Linked DNA regions of Mus musculus: region 2 is linked to region 1. A link is a contact called in public promoter capture Hi-C data. All regions are on one chromosome and are shown on one strand. Each heading gives the region's core, a stretch centred on a gene start, on an enhancer-like site or on the middle of the called end of the contact. The rest is flanking DNA. Distances are from core to core; before and after follow the strand shown.

Region 1 (7,189 bases), core at 3,293-5,792:
ACTTGTTTATTGTCTGTCCTGGTTCAAGCTTAAAGACAGAGATTATGTTCCTTTTACTTCTATATCTTCTTTCCTTGAGACAGACTGTCATGTAGCTCAGGCTAGCCTAAGATTCGATATGTAGCTAAGGATGCCCTTGAATTTCTGATCCTTCTGCTTCTCTCTTGAGCGCTGGTATTCTGGGTATGTGCCACTATACTCTGTTTATGTGGTGCTGGGAACCAAACCAAGGGCTTTGGGCAGGCTAGGCAGGAGTCCTACCGACTGAGCTACATCCCCAGCCTCACCTCTGCATCTTTAGTGTCTAAACGGTAGCTGACAGCTCATTGCCACTGTTTGCTGGGTGAATAAACGGTTATGCTTGTTCATCACCCAAAATCCACGCTTGGTTGAGACCCTCAGCGCTTGCCTGTGCTCCTGTCCTCACGAAACTTCCTTCCTGTGAACCAGCACCCTCCCCACCCCTACCCTGGCCCCTCTCCCATCCTCAGCCCTTCTTCAGATATTCTCTTGCCCTGGGTTGCTTCAGGGGTTGACTTGTAAGCAAAGCAGCCTGTGTAGTCCTCAAGGTAGGTCCTTGCATGGTGAGACACTGACATAGATGGAGCGGGACAAAGGGACAAAACAGGCTTTTCTGTGTGTTTACCCACTAAGCAGGGGTCCCAAGTTGCCAGTGGTCACAGTGTGACCTTTCTCCATAGAAAACTATATTGTTTATTTCCCATAGGTACCCCAGGCCCCAAGTACTGTGGATTGTGCATCTTTGTCACCTATGTGTGCCTCCCATCCATCTCAGAGACACCTGCGGGGCAAGAAGTAGGCGATCCAGGTAGCACTACTGAGTCAAGTGTAAAATGTGGATGGGGGGGTGGGGTGGGGCACATCTTCATCTAGCTTCTTCTACCATCCCCCATGTCCAGGAAAGGATCTGACAAACCAGCAAAGTAAATAAATAATTTAGAAATAATAAATAGGGCTTCGGCTTCCACAAGTGAACACGGGACTGGTTTCAGCACAGGCTGGTCCAGCAACGCGACTACAATGTATATATGTATATATATCTCTTCAAAATTCATTCCCCAGGACAGAGGGCCATTTCTGGATTCTCCCAGAGGAGTTCTCTTTAGCTGAGGTTTCTCCTGTCTGTAGAGCTGTGATCCATGAACAACTTGGGACTGTTGGTCAGTGGTTCCGACATCTTTCACTCTGTCTGTCATGCCGACGACGTCTGTCACTCACCGGCCTGGGGCCTGAGCTCTGCAGCCTCCATATCCTGCTGAGTTGAGGCTCCTGGTTAGTGAGGCCCGGTGGAGCTGTTCCAGGTAGGGCAACACATGGGTCTAGTGTGCAAAGGCTTGGAGATAGATCATCCTCAGCCCAGACAGCCGCAGGCAGTGGCGGAGAGGTGGTCCACGGTCCTCCAGGTGCTGTTCACGTCCATGAAGGAGACGGCCTCATAGCGAGTGGGCCGGCAGCAGGGCTGGCTGATCGGCCGGGACCCGGGAGGCGACCGTAGGGCCCCAGCGCCCAGTAGGCTGGCCAGACTGAGATCGTGCTGGGAGCGTGCTCGGCGGCACGAGCCGCTGCAGAAGCGGAAACGTATCAGCTCGTCGGAGCTGTGGCCTAGGCCGAGCGCACTCACCGGCACCAGCTGCGAGCGCAGGCGGCAGCCGCGCGCATCTGTGGTCCGTGCGCGGCTGCTCCGGGTTCCTGCACGCGCCGCGCGTGCCCCGCGGAGCGCAGCGGGAGGAGACTGGAGCGCGGGACCAGGCGGCGGGGGTGCGGGCTGAGGAGACTGAGGCGGGGGTCGCAGGGTTCTTTCGCTGCACAAATGCGCAGTGTGTCCCCCTGGAATGAGGCTTAGTCACTTTCGGAGGTGTGGGTGGGGGGTGTCTAGAGCTAGCCTCGCCCTTGCCCCGCCCTGTCGCGCTCTCACCTACCAGGCAGGTGGTCCGTGGGGGGCGCCAAGACCGGTGAGGGACCGTCGCGAGCGGCGGGGCTGCGGGACATTGGGTCCAGGGAAGCTTCTGTGACGCAGCTCAGCAGGGCTAGAACAGCTAGGGTTGGCCACCAGGCTGACTGCACAGAGAAAAGGAGACTTAGGGAGGAACAGGACACTTTGGGGGTCGGGAGGGGGTCTTGTCTTGCCCAGATCAGAGACCAGTCTAGTCGGGCTCCTAGCTGGGTGGCAGAGTGTAAGGAAGGGCTTAGATTTAATAGGCATTTGCTGCTCCCAGGAGCCCAGGGGAGGAATTACCTGAGGGCACGGACCATCAGGAGAAATCCCGTTCCTTTCCTCCAATTACGGCCCCTCCCTCTTGGCATTTCCCCTTTCATATCTGATCCCTGCGGCCCTAAGCTATGTCCTACTCTCTTTTTTTCCAAGGAAAGCCAGCGACTCACCTGCCACCTAGGCCGGAGGCAGTGGGACAATGCAGTAGGCTCTGCAAGTCCCAGTTCCATAGCTTTCGGCTCCAGAAGCTCCCATCAGAAGCCTTCGTGGACCCGTTTCCCCACCCTCTTCCTGCGGCAGCTTGCAAACTGAAAGATGAGTTAGTTATCCTTTGGGGTATTCCTCCTTCCACTCCAGTCTCTCGAAGCGACCCAGGAGGTTGGAGTAGCTAGAGTCAACTCAGCAGCGGTAGCTGCGATGGAGAACCTTGCTCTCTGTGTTAGGTGCTTGGCAGGACCTGTTCCTTCGCGATGCCACAAGGTCAATCAATGGCTCACTTCTCCAGATGGGCAAACAAAGCTCAGCTGAGCTCAGAGATCGTCTAAGGCCTCAGGGGGGAGACTCACACAGCTGTGGTCCTGTCTTCTAAGACCCTTCTGCTCTGTACTTCAGGGCTGAAGGTACCAGGGTGGTTGGAGAAAGTAGTAACTTGAGTTCCTTCCACTCCATGCTCAGCGTTCACTCCATACCTTGGGGGAGGAAGCAGAGCCCTGAAGAATTTGAGTGTCAGTTGGTCACTTGGATTATCTGATGACTTGCAATCTTCTTTCTGGACCCAGTGTCACCTGAATTCTCTCTTATGCCCACAGATGTCTCCCAAGAGCTTGCCTATTATCTGGGGAAGCGATGGTCCTTCTGAAAACACAGGGCCTGGACCATGGCTTCCTGTGGCCACCAGGGGGCAGAGCTTGTCAAGCCTGCGGATTTAAGGGGAGGGGGCTTTTGCACACGCTCTGCACATTTAGGTCTGAGCCATTGCCAGAAGGACCAGCTAGTCCTTCACACCAACCTGGTCTCAGAGGGCTGAACCACTCCGAGATCCGGCCCAAGCCTGGACCATCTGCCTCCTGTGGATCTGGCCCCCTAGCCTTGCTCCTAGGAGTTTCCCCCATAAACCATCCTTCCTGACCCCAGCCCGCACCTCCAGTCTTTGTGAACCACTGCTCTTGGACCCCTAGAACTTTTAAGAATTCTCATTAGTTAGTCTCTTCTTGGGTCCCAGATGTAACCCTCCATCCTTTTGCTGGCACACAGAATACATGGAGAGGGGGAGCGACATATGATGACTCCAGGATAAGACACACACCTCCCAGGCCTTTATCTAGTTCCTCCAGAGCTAGGCGTGTGCCCGTTGGCTAACTAGATTAAAATCCCTAGAGACCAGACTGGCTACTATTCTCTCAGATGGAGGGAAAGTCAGACAAGGCAGCCCTGGGATATCTGCGCTAGGGGGAGCCTAGGAGCAAGTCCCTCGAGGACAGCTCTGACCAATTTCTCCTTTCTTACCATTTGGGATATTTGGTCCTCCAGCCCTTGCCACCCCTATCCACCAGCCCTATACTCACCAAAGGGGTCCTGGTCCGTGTCCTTCTAGGCGCCTCTCCTGGGACCAGTGCTGGGCTTTCCCCCGAAGCTCAAGTGGATCATGCCCAGAGTTGTGCACCTGGCAGCGCCTCTTTTAGTTAAAAGTGGGGCCTTGGCAGCCGGTCTGTGCCCTGTGGCGGCAGCGGGAGCCTCACATTACAGCCAGCCAGGAGGGTTAACACAGTCCAAGAAGCTAGCGACAAGAACTGGAGGGGCTGGGAGGGGCAAAGAGCTGCGCTGAGGGCCCAGAAGAGAGAGGCTGAGAGAAAAGTGGGGAGGAAGACCTTTCTGCCCTTTCTCCTGCCCTTTGAGCGTCCATCAAGGGGATGGGCAAGAAGGCTGGCTTACCTTGGGTGCAGGGCTCCAAGCCCCAGTCGCAGCGAGGGCTGGGGCCCGAGGGACTTGTTGCTGGCAGAGCCCGCGGGCCGCATCTGGGGGCCGAGCCCAACTCCATCCCTCAGCAGCCTCCTGCCCGCCGCCGTCCGGTGTCAAATTCCAGCCCCGGCGTCACCAGATCCCGGGGTGGGGCCCAGAGCGCCCCCGCCCCGCCCCACCTTTCAGGGCTCACCTGGCCGCTCCACCCTCCGGATCCGGTCCCCGCTGGCTAGGCTAGGTCCCTCTAGGTGGGGGCTAGACATTTGGAGAAGACCCCAGGAGGCAGAGTAGAGATCGCGGGCTGCAGCGAGACGCTGAAACTGGGAATTCGAAGTTGGTAGTCAAGCAAAGTAGGGAACTGGGAGGCCTGGCCGAGGGCGGGAGAGCGCGAGGGAGGGCGGCGAAGGAGGGGCAGCCTGAAGGAGAGTTCCAACTTGGGCTGCGCAGACATGGGGGTTCTGGCTAGCTACTCTGTATCCTCAAGTGGTGACTCCGGGACCCTCAGAAGGTTCAGCTGCCTCGGAGCGACAGGGCTCTGCGTTGGGCTCCCACGGTCCAAGGATACCCTGTTTGCTCAGTTTTAGGGTCGGGGCCTCAGAGGGACTCGCGCACATCCAGTGAAGGCAGTGAATGATTGTGTGTGTGTTGGGGGTGGGGGGTGGGTGCGACCAGGGATGAAGAATCAGAGGACCTCAGAGTATTGAACTGGAGTCTGAGATGCGATGAGGCAATTTGGCAGGTGTCTGGAGGTTGGTTGATGGCCATGATCAGAATTGTTCTACCAACTAGTCTGGAGTTCATCACGAAGATGCTGGAAACTACTGACCTAGTCTGAGTGTGGTCATTTTCGTTGAATGCCTGCACTGGAGAGAGTGTGGTTTTGAGACAAGCAAGACAGAAGAGGGATGCAGGCTGCTGGGGACAATAAGATAAACCCTGAGCAGGGTTGTGGGGAGTTGGGGGTTCCAGGACCCAATCCCCTACATTCCTTTTTGCCTGATTGGACAAAGTGAGGTGGTAAAATTCTAGGAACTGGCTTTCCCTAGGAGAGGGTCAGATGTGGGGTTGGCGGTTGGGGGAGGGGGACATGTGAAACCAGTGTTGGACATGCTGAATTAGAAGGGTCTGTGGACTCTCCTGCTAGAAATGCCCCAGAAGCAGCTAAATTTGTAGCCGGGAGTAAAGTGAAGGCAGTTGGGCTAATGATGACAACTTGGTATTTGCCAACCAATACGTGCAAAAACAGATGCTGAGAGTGGGGAAGGGTACCCAGTGCATGGACCCGATGTGCCCTGATCATGTACCAGCACCTCTGTGGACCTTGAAGAACTACCCATGGGGCTGGAGAGACAGCTCAGTGGGTAAGAGCACTGAACTGCTCTCCCCAAGGTCCTTAGTTCAATTCCCAGCAACCACATGGTGGCTCACAACCATCTGTAATGGGATCTGATGCCCTCTTCTGGTGTATCTGAAGAGAGCAATGGTGTACTCATATATATATATAATAAATCTTAAAAGGAGAAGGAGGAGGAGGGGGAGGGGGAGGGGGAGGAGGAGAAGGAGGAGGAGGAGGAGGAGAAAGAATGGAAGAAAGGAAGAAAAGAACTACCCACATCTACCCACATCTGGGCCACATCCCAATCTGAATCAGACACTTGGGGTGGGCAGGTACATAGTTCCAGGTTTTCACCTGTGATTTTGGCACATAGCCAGGGTTCCTAACCACTGATTTTTTTGTTTGTTTGTTTTGTTTTGTTTTTTTTTTTTTTGAGACAGGGGTTTCTCTGTATAGTCCTGCCTGTCCTGGAACTCACTTTGTAGACCAGGCTGGCCTCGAACTCAGAAATCCACCTGCCTCTGCTGGATTAAAGTTGTGCGCCACCACATCCGGCCCCTAACCACTGATTTTGAGAGAGCAGTTTTGTGCAGTGCTTGAGGCTGAAGTCTGTGAGGGTTATCCTCAGACTCCACAAGGCTGCATGGGGTGAGGCACATAGGACAACACGGATGGACACACAGCACATACATACATTTTTCTTTTCCCATAAAACTGGCTGCTGAATTGAGGTGGCCGTTGCAGCTAGGGCTACCACTGACAGGCATATAGCTGAAGCTATGTGTCCCATTTACTGTCGTAGTGGCCAGTGTCTGACAGGAAGCTACCTCCATCATTACATGTCTCTGATTCTCAGATCTACCTGGGGTTAAGAGGGCTCAGATTCTAGAGCCTAAGGAGGTGAACTGGGGCAGGGATGTCCTTTCTAAAGTTACCAGGGGTGTCTAGGGCTGGGTTGGGGGCTTTCCTGTTTTCTGTTGAAGTGCAAATAAGGAGTGGGCCACATTCATTTCTAAGGGGAGCCATGGATGGCAAGAATGGAGGTCTGTGAGTTTCTCTGTGTTGTGTGGGCCTCTTTTGCTGGCCTTTTAATTAATTTTGTGTGTTTCTGTGCCTGGATGTGTGTATGTATACAACAAGAGCCCTAGAGTTCAGAAGGGGACATCAGATCCCCTGGAACTGGAGTTACAGGCGATTGTGAGCCTTCAGGTAGGTGCTAGGAATTGAACCTGGGTCCTTTGCAAGAACAATAAATACTTTTAACCACTGAGCTGGAGGATTCAAAGGTCCTATAGTAGACACGAGAAGTGAAAGGGACCCAGGAGTTCATGGGCTGCAGAGAAGACCCTTGTGTTCAGTGCAGTTTCTGTTTCTTCCAGAAAAGTCAGAGAAAACAACAGGAGGCCAGATTCAGAGGAGAGCTTTATTGCTTCCGTGAGAGCTGCCCCGGCTGGCTGCGGCAGCCTGGGTGAGGTCCTGGAGCCTCACTTCCCTCTGGTCCTGGGTAGGACCCATGGAGCTGGCAGTCCCAGCAAGAAACCCAGACCATCTGACAGTTCAGGAAGGATTACTGCCCCATGGATTAGGGACAGCTATGGACGGAGCCATTCATTCCCGTCAGGCTGGGCTGGGCCTTGCCTCCTGAGTTCTCTCTGCTCTTG
Region 2 (7,189 bases), core at 2,270-4,769, 430 kb after region 1:
CTACCTGCAACTCAACCTCCAGGGGATCTAACACCCTGTTCTGGTCTTCGAAGGCACCAGGCATACAAGTGGTGCATACAGACATACATGCAGGCAAAACACCCATAAACATAAAATTAAAACAATTTAATAAAAGACTAACAAAGCCAGGCGTGGTAGCACATGGTCCTTCAACCCCAGCACTTAGGAGGCAGAGGCAAAGGATCTCTGAGTTCAAGGCTTGCCTGGTCTACAGAGGGAGTTCTGGAACAGCTTAGGCTACACAGGGAAACCCTGTCTCAAAAAGCCAACCAACCCCAAAACCCTAACCACCTTAAAAACATTTTACTGGTATCATATTTTAAACCATATGTACATGCGGGCTACTGCTGAGTTTAGAGTTTGCATGACGACACGCAATTAGTTAACATTCCATTAGGCTGCCAAGAGCCTTTGTTTGCTATTAAGGATGCATATGCAAGAGAGGGAAATAAGGGTTTCTGGATGCAATCCAGCCACCCAGTAACAGATTAGAAAGCAAGGATAAAGGGCCAGCTACAGGAACCCCTTTGAAAGAGGAACACGTGTAACGTGGAATAGCAAATATTGTAATATTCTTCCGAGAATATAGATAATTGCTTATGCAAGTGCAAATTTTGTAAAGTGATTCAATTCTGTTTTGTATAATGATGCTATTATTCAATGTATGGTGTGTGAGAGATTATTCTGTTTAAATGTGCTGACATTTTAGTTACAGGGTCCCAAATGTAGATGCATCATGGATATTCCTGTGTAAATGCTTGGATACAATAGGAGTCCATGAAAGAAATTTTACCCAAGATTTCCATTCCTTTTTGACGCTGTTACGAGCTGACATGAGTCTATGTGATATGGACTATTACTGGTAAAATTGAGAATAGTCAGAAAGTTAAATCCTGAGGAGTTAGAAATGCAGGCTCAATGGCTCAAAAAAAAAACAAAAAAAAACCAGCAGAGTGACAATTGAATGGGACCTTCCTAAACGGAGGCAGCTGTAAAGGAATACATGGCTGAGTGAGGAAATATACACGTGATAGATAGGCTCTGGCTTGAGCATATTGTACCAAATGATAGGAAGCTAACAGCTTAGATAAAGAAAGCAAAAGAGAGATGAAAATGTTCTTGTACAGGACAAGATAATAAAGAGCTTAATGAGGAGAGTGAACTAAAATCGCTGGCATAATCTATGACTTTGAAAGACAGAGATGCCCTGTTAGGCACTGGAATCTTTACATCACTGTAGGGGCCACCCAGCCATTTACTGCTAGTAGTTTGAATTATAAAGATTCTTGAAATGATATAAATCCTGGTGCCCTAAGGTTAGGTCTTTACATACAGAAGGAAGAGTTTATTTGGGGTACTCAGTTACAGAGGAAAGCCCATGGCCATCATAGTGAGAAACACTGCAATAGGCAGGCAGGCAGGCATGGCGCTGGAGTAGTAGCTGAAGGCTCACTTCTTCATCCACAAGAATGGGTCAGAGAGACAGACACTGGGAATGGCTTGAAACTTTTGAAGTCTCAAAGCCAGGTTGTAGTGATACAAGTCCTCCAACAAGGCCACACCTCCTCCAGCAAGGCCACACCTCCTCCTTGCTGGTCTTGATGACCACACCTCCTTCAACAAGGCCCCACCTCCTCCAACAAGGCCACACCTCCTAATCCTTCCCAAACACCTCCACCATACTGGGGACCAAGTACTCAGATATATGAACCTACAGGGGCCATTCTCATTCAGACAACACACAACAATGAATTTACTGATAGACTCAGATATTTATTGAAGTATACACAGTGCTGGAGGCTGGGAGGGTAAACAGGAGGTTAGTTCTGGGAAATCTTGATTTTTTTTTTTTTTTGGAAAAAGTTAAGAGGAAACAAGAAAGGCAACCTGGTTGATTCCCTAACAGAGCCTCTGCAACACAAACGCAGTACTTTGTTCTTCTTTGTCTCTTCTCTCTGACATTAGTGTTACTCTCCTGGGCTGGCTGTCTCCACACTTGTGTACTCTGTGTGTGTGTATGTGTGTGTGTGTGTGTGTGTGTGTCTTTTTTTAGAGGGAGAAGGAGGAAACATCTATAACAGATATTATACTGGCCCAGCCTGGTCAGAAGACAATTACTGTGGCACCTATCATGTCTTCAGATCACCATCCTGAGCAGTAACAATCTGAAAAACAGTAATTGTAGCCCAAACTATACAAACGGTGCAAGGAAGCCGGGTCTGTAGCAAAGCTTTGAGATGATGAAATGTTAGCACAGAATATGCTAGCAGGTGGTAGGCATGCGCACAGAAGGTCTTAAAGTTCTGTTTTTATTAAATATGAAACTGATACACAAAATTGGTGCCTACAAAACATATGTAAGCGATAAAGAAGCGAGACATAATTAGCATACATGGCTGTCCCCACCCAGTTTAAGGGAAGGGATGTCGGTGACTTCCCAGGTCTCCAGTACCATCTTTTTCTCTCCCCTCCAGACACAATCATGCTTTGTGATTGCTATTCACATTTTTTAAAAACAGAGATGTTAGCCAGGAAGTGGTGGCACAGGTCTTTAATTCCAGCACTTGGGAGGCAGAGGCAGGCAGATTTCTTAGTTTGAGGCCAGCCTGGTCTACAGAGTGAGTTCCAGGATAGCCAGGGCTATACAGAGAAACCCTGTCTCGGAAACCAAACAAAACCCAGAGATGTTTGTATCTCCTCATGTGGTGGTGGCTTCTCTGCCTTTGTATAAGTGGAAACAGGGCTGGTGACAAGGCTTAGTGGGTAAGAGGCTTGCTGCACAAGCCTGGACCTAAGTTCAACCCCAGGATCCCACCACAGAAGAGATTCGTTCCCAGTATCCATGTCCTGTTCCAGCGAGTCTTAACAGTACAGGCACCCACACTCAAGTGCACACCTACCTGCTGACACATGCATATAAATCAGACAAAAATCTTTGACAAAATAAAACTGGAAGCACGCCATGCCATACATATTTCTCTCAAAATGATGTTTCTGAGATTTTTAAATACCATCACCTTAATGTTTTCACTTTGAGCCAAACTTTACTTGCTCCAGTACGAGAGGAAACTCAATTTTGAGCCTGAGCTACCAGCTTTGCCTTTCCCTCTCTGTGGGACACGGTAATGGTACTACCACTCATCCGTGTGTGTCTGTGGATGTTTGGCCCATGTTAGCCTTTTGCTGGGTAAGCTATGTGGTTATGAATATCACGAGGCTTATTCCTGCCACACTTGTGCAAATGTTTCTTCAGGGAATACACCTGAATGAGGAACTGCTGGATCCAGGGCGTATCAGCTTTTAGAGATCATGCCAAATTGTTTTCCAAAGCGGTTAGAGTGATTTCCGTTCGCACTGGCATTGGGGAAGCTTGCCAGTTGTTCTAAATCCTATCGGCTATCTGCCATGGACTTTCATTTTTGCCGACCTGGAATGTATCAGATGGATCTCACTGAGGGTTCACTTGTGTTGTACACAGGACTGCAGAAGGTTTCAACACTGCACAGATGGATGCTATCACATGACCAGATGAGACTCTGGACTCTGCCTTGAACTTTAGCTCTCATCCATTAGCTAATCCAGGTTGTTGATCCCACAATGAAACATTACTCCTATGCAAATTCTCTGGGCAAAAGTTAAAACTTGGCATAATAATTTAGTATGATGCCTGGGACAGAAAGTGCTAGAAACTATAGATGATCAAGTTATGAATGAAGAAAATACTTTGTAGGCTGGGGTGTAGTTTGGTGAAAAATCACGTGTTCCATGTACAGGGACCTGGGTTCTAATCCTAGCATGGAAAAAGGGGGGAGAATTGTTTTCATGGACACTGTGCTCCATATTTTATTGAAAGCCATAAGGGAGTCAAGAGGAATTGCGAGTCATGTCCACCTAGTTCATAAAACTCTCTCTGCTGCCATAAAGGAATATGGAGAGGGTGTGGCTCACTGTGGGTTAGAACATTTAGTTCCTGATTCAGAACTCAGGAGGTGGAGATGCGACTAGGATTTAATTACAATTACCTTGGTACAAGTGAGATTTACAGCAAAGAGCTAATAAAGATGTCTTCCCTTGGGTGTCACTCTGGATTGTAAACCTGCTGATTGATTAACAAGCTAAACTTAGTTAAGAGGCCACAACCTGATCGGACTCTAGCCGAGAGACATGTGCCAAACAAGCCAAAGGTCCAAGAGAAAATTCAACGGCAAACGGGCAAGAAATCAGGTGATGCACCAGTGAGCTGGTGGGTCTGAGGCTGAGCCGCAGGGGTGGAACCTCTAAGCTCGAGGCTTGAGGATGGGATGAGCCTGGTCCTGAGCTGGATGTCCTGAGCTGGAGCTGAGCAGAGCAGTGGAAGCTGGCTGGGGGCATCTGCAGCGCTCAGCAAGTAGACTGGCTTCATTATGATAGCAATGACCTGTGAATAGTTAGTTAATGGCTGAGCGCTAAAACTCGAGGGTAGAGCTCAGCCTCATAAAACTTCTTTTTCTTTTCTTTTCTTGTTTGGTTGGTTTGGGTTTCTGAAAGAGGGTTCCTCTGTTTAGCCTTGGCTGTCCTAGAACTAGTTCTGTAGACCAGGCTGGCCTCGAATCACAGATATCTGTCTACCTTGGAGGTGCTGGGATTAAAGGCTTGTGCCACCATCACCCAGCTTCCTTTCTTTTTCTCAGACAAGGTCTTCCTACATTCCTCAGGCTGGCCTTAAACCCACAGTGACCCTGTCTCAGTCTCCTCAGTATTTGGGATCAGAGGTGTACACGATCCTTATAAATATACCTTTCAGAAAGCACTATATCATTGCTATTAGGAATTTAAAGAGTGCGGGAGACAACCCCACTGGAACTGCCTGTTCTTCCACAGAACCCAAGTCTCAGTTCACAGCACCTATAGGGCAGCTAGATCCAGGAGATCCGATGCCCTCTTCTGGCCCCATTGGCACTGCACGAGTGTGGTGCACAGACATACAGGCAGGCAAGACACCCACACACATAAAAAGAAAAGAATTTAAGCCTGTTTCTTTTTTTGGAATACATTCTATGTATTTTTGAAATCTGTGTTTTTGTAAATGAAAGATTTGTTCAAATTTGTTTCAAGAAACACAAGAGGCTTTACAGGTGAGATAAGTAACCAGCTATAGAGCAGCTGCCCGGGTCAGCAGGGCCCTTTACTTATAAAGACTCCGTTATACTCTTCTGAGATCAACTGATAGACCTAGTGGGGAAACCCCCACTCCATTCCCGATTCAGCGTGCGCCCAAAAAAATCACGAAGGACCATCTCGATGTAATTACATGAGGTCGTTTAATTACAGAGCTCCAGACCGACATGCATCCCACACAGGAGATAACGGATGTTGGCCACGAGGCTCGAAAGCTAGGGGGTTTTATGGGGTAAGGGGTGTGGAATTCAGCATAGCGACACACTATTGGCTTATTTAAACATCAGCAGAAAAATTACATGTACGTGCAGGGTGTCAGAGTTCTGTGAGTTGTTGACTCAGTTCAGATAGCCCTGCTATGTCTTCACATCCCCTTTATCTTATGGTCAAGATGTTCCCAGGAATGTTTTAACTACAGGGCATACCCAGGTTTGTTTTTCTCTTTTCTCAGCCCCAGGCAGCCTCTAGGCTTACAAACAACCAGCAATTTCTGAGTACTTTAAATGACTTACAGGTCTTGAAATTTCATCTTTCTTTCATTACCTTTGTTCAACCTATCTATCTATCTATCTATCTATCTATCTATCTATCTATCTATCTATCTATCTATCTTTTATAGTTTCCACAGACCTAGTCGCCTGACAAAACTAAGCCAATTTTGATTGGCCAGGTTGGCTGCCCTTGGGTATCCTCCTATGGCCCCATCACTGGAGGCCCCCAGATGCTTAGCCCAGTTAACCTGGTACAGCAGTTTCTTTTATAACAAACATCCAGAACTGGCAAGCACTGTGATGGACATCATTAAAAAGGGAATCTAAGAAAAAGGTGCAGATGGGGACCCAGAGTGTTTTAACGTGGTCTTACACTGCGCGTGAGCATACACACCAGCCACAGCGAGATGATAGTTATGGGTTGTCTTAAGTGTGAAGTGCAACAATAAGCAGCGATCGGCATGACTTTGAAGAGTATTGAAGAATACGGGGGAATGCTAATAGGTCGTCATTTGAAAAAAGATAGGCCATAAAACTTTATACGACACGATACGAATTTTCTGAGGAAAAAAAAAATGCACGCTTAGTGTTTAGTCCAGAAGGGAAAAATCAATGGGCGGGCAGTGTGAGAGCCGCTGGCATAAAGATCTAAGTGTGGCGGAGGTAGTAATCGCACATAGGGAGGTTGGGGCAGGAGGATATTGGCCGTAGTTCTGGGCCAGAATATGTGCGAGACTTGAATTCAAATAAAGCTGTTTGTGCACAGCTTTCGGGGCGTTAATGAACAGCTACCTCCTCTCCACCAGGCTTAGATCGCAGGCCCACCTCCCTTTATTTGAACAGGGATGGGGCGGCCTGGCTCCGCCCCTCGCCGCTGCCCTCACTTCCTGACCCGAGGCCGCTCCCTCGCCGCCGCCTTCTGCTCGCATGGCTCCGCTCCGCTTTTCGGCCAACGTCTCCTGGCTGTTTCCAGAGCTCCCCGGGCTCCCCGAGCGGCTGCACGCCGCGGGCCGTGCGGGCTTCGAAGCGGCCGAGGTGGCCTGGCCGTACACCGAGTCCCCCCAGGCGCTGGCGAGCGCGGCGCAGACTGCGGGACTGCGGCTGGTGCTCATCAACACGCCGCGGGGTGTGCGCTCCGGGCGGGGGAGCCCCAAGGGCTTCGGGGAGCCAGGCCCACGCTGACGCTGGTTCTCTCCACAGGAGACCATGAGAAGGGGGAGATGGGGCTGGGGGAGAGGGGCTGGAGCAGGCTGTGCTGTATGCCAAGGCTCTGGGCTGCCCCAGGTACCCCGCCCTGCTCACCCTTGACCATAGGTCCAGATCGGGAGAAAGCTGTGAGCAGAGACACCACTTGTGGGCCAGGGCCTTTACAGACTGCTTTTTGTATTTCATCTGTTAGTGTCATACGGAAGTATGCCACGCTGATGTCATGCCCTTCTCATACAGGGAACCCGTGCTGAGAGCGGGGGTGGGGGGTGGTCTGGTGAGGGAGCTAATAAGGTCGAGAAAGCAGGGGCAGG

Evidence for each region. Promoter capture Hi-C pulls out the DNA fragments that hold promoters and counts their contacts.
Region 2: a promoter capture Hi-C map of liver shows a contact between it and region 1. The contact joins the enhancer-like site here to the promoter of Artn in region 1. A contact is called at or near these places in 3 of 39 promoter capture datasets (embryonic stem cells and liver) and 3 of 115 datasets of contacts at active chromatin or transcription factors (bone marrow-derived macrophages and embryonic stem cells).

Annotation. Positions count from the first base shown.
Region 1 is chr4:117,925,221-117,932,409 of GRCm38.p6, forward strand. It overlaps Artn (artemin), which reads right to left and starts at 4,543. Exons shown (of 5, transcript NM_009711.4): 1 at 4,166-4,543; 2 at 3,799-4,032; 3 at 2,404-2,922; 4 at 1,941-2,079; 5 at 940-1,848. The coding sequence starts at 2,463. The coding sequence ends at 1,373. It overlaps St3gal3 (ST3 beta-galactoside alpha-2,3-sialyltransferase 3), which reads right to left. Exons shown (of 12, transcript NM_009176.5): 12 at 6,933-7,189.
Region 2 is chr4:118,353,437-118,360,625 of GRCm38.p6, forward strand. It overlaps the pseudogene Hyi. Among named protein-coding and RNA genes, the nearest start is that of Szt2, 52 kb to the right of the region's middle. Within about 2 kb of position 3,520, at least 11 of the 459 cell types and tissues checked have an H3K27ac peak or open chromatin away from gene starts, as enhancers often do. A contact at or near this core is called in liver, where this site is marked.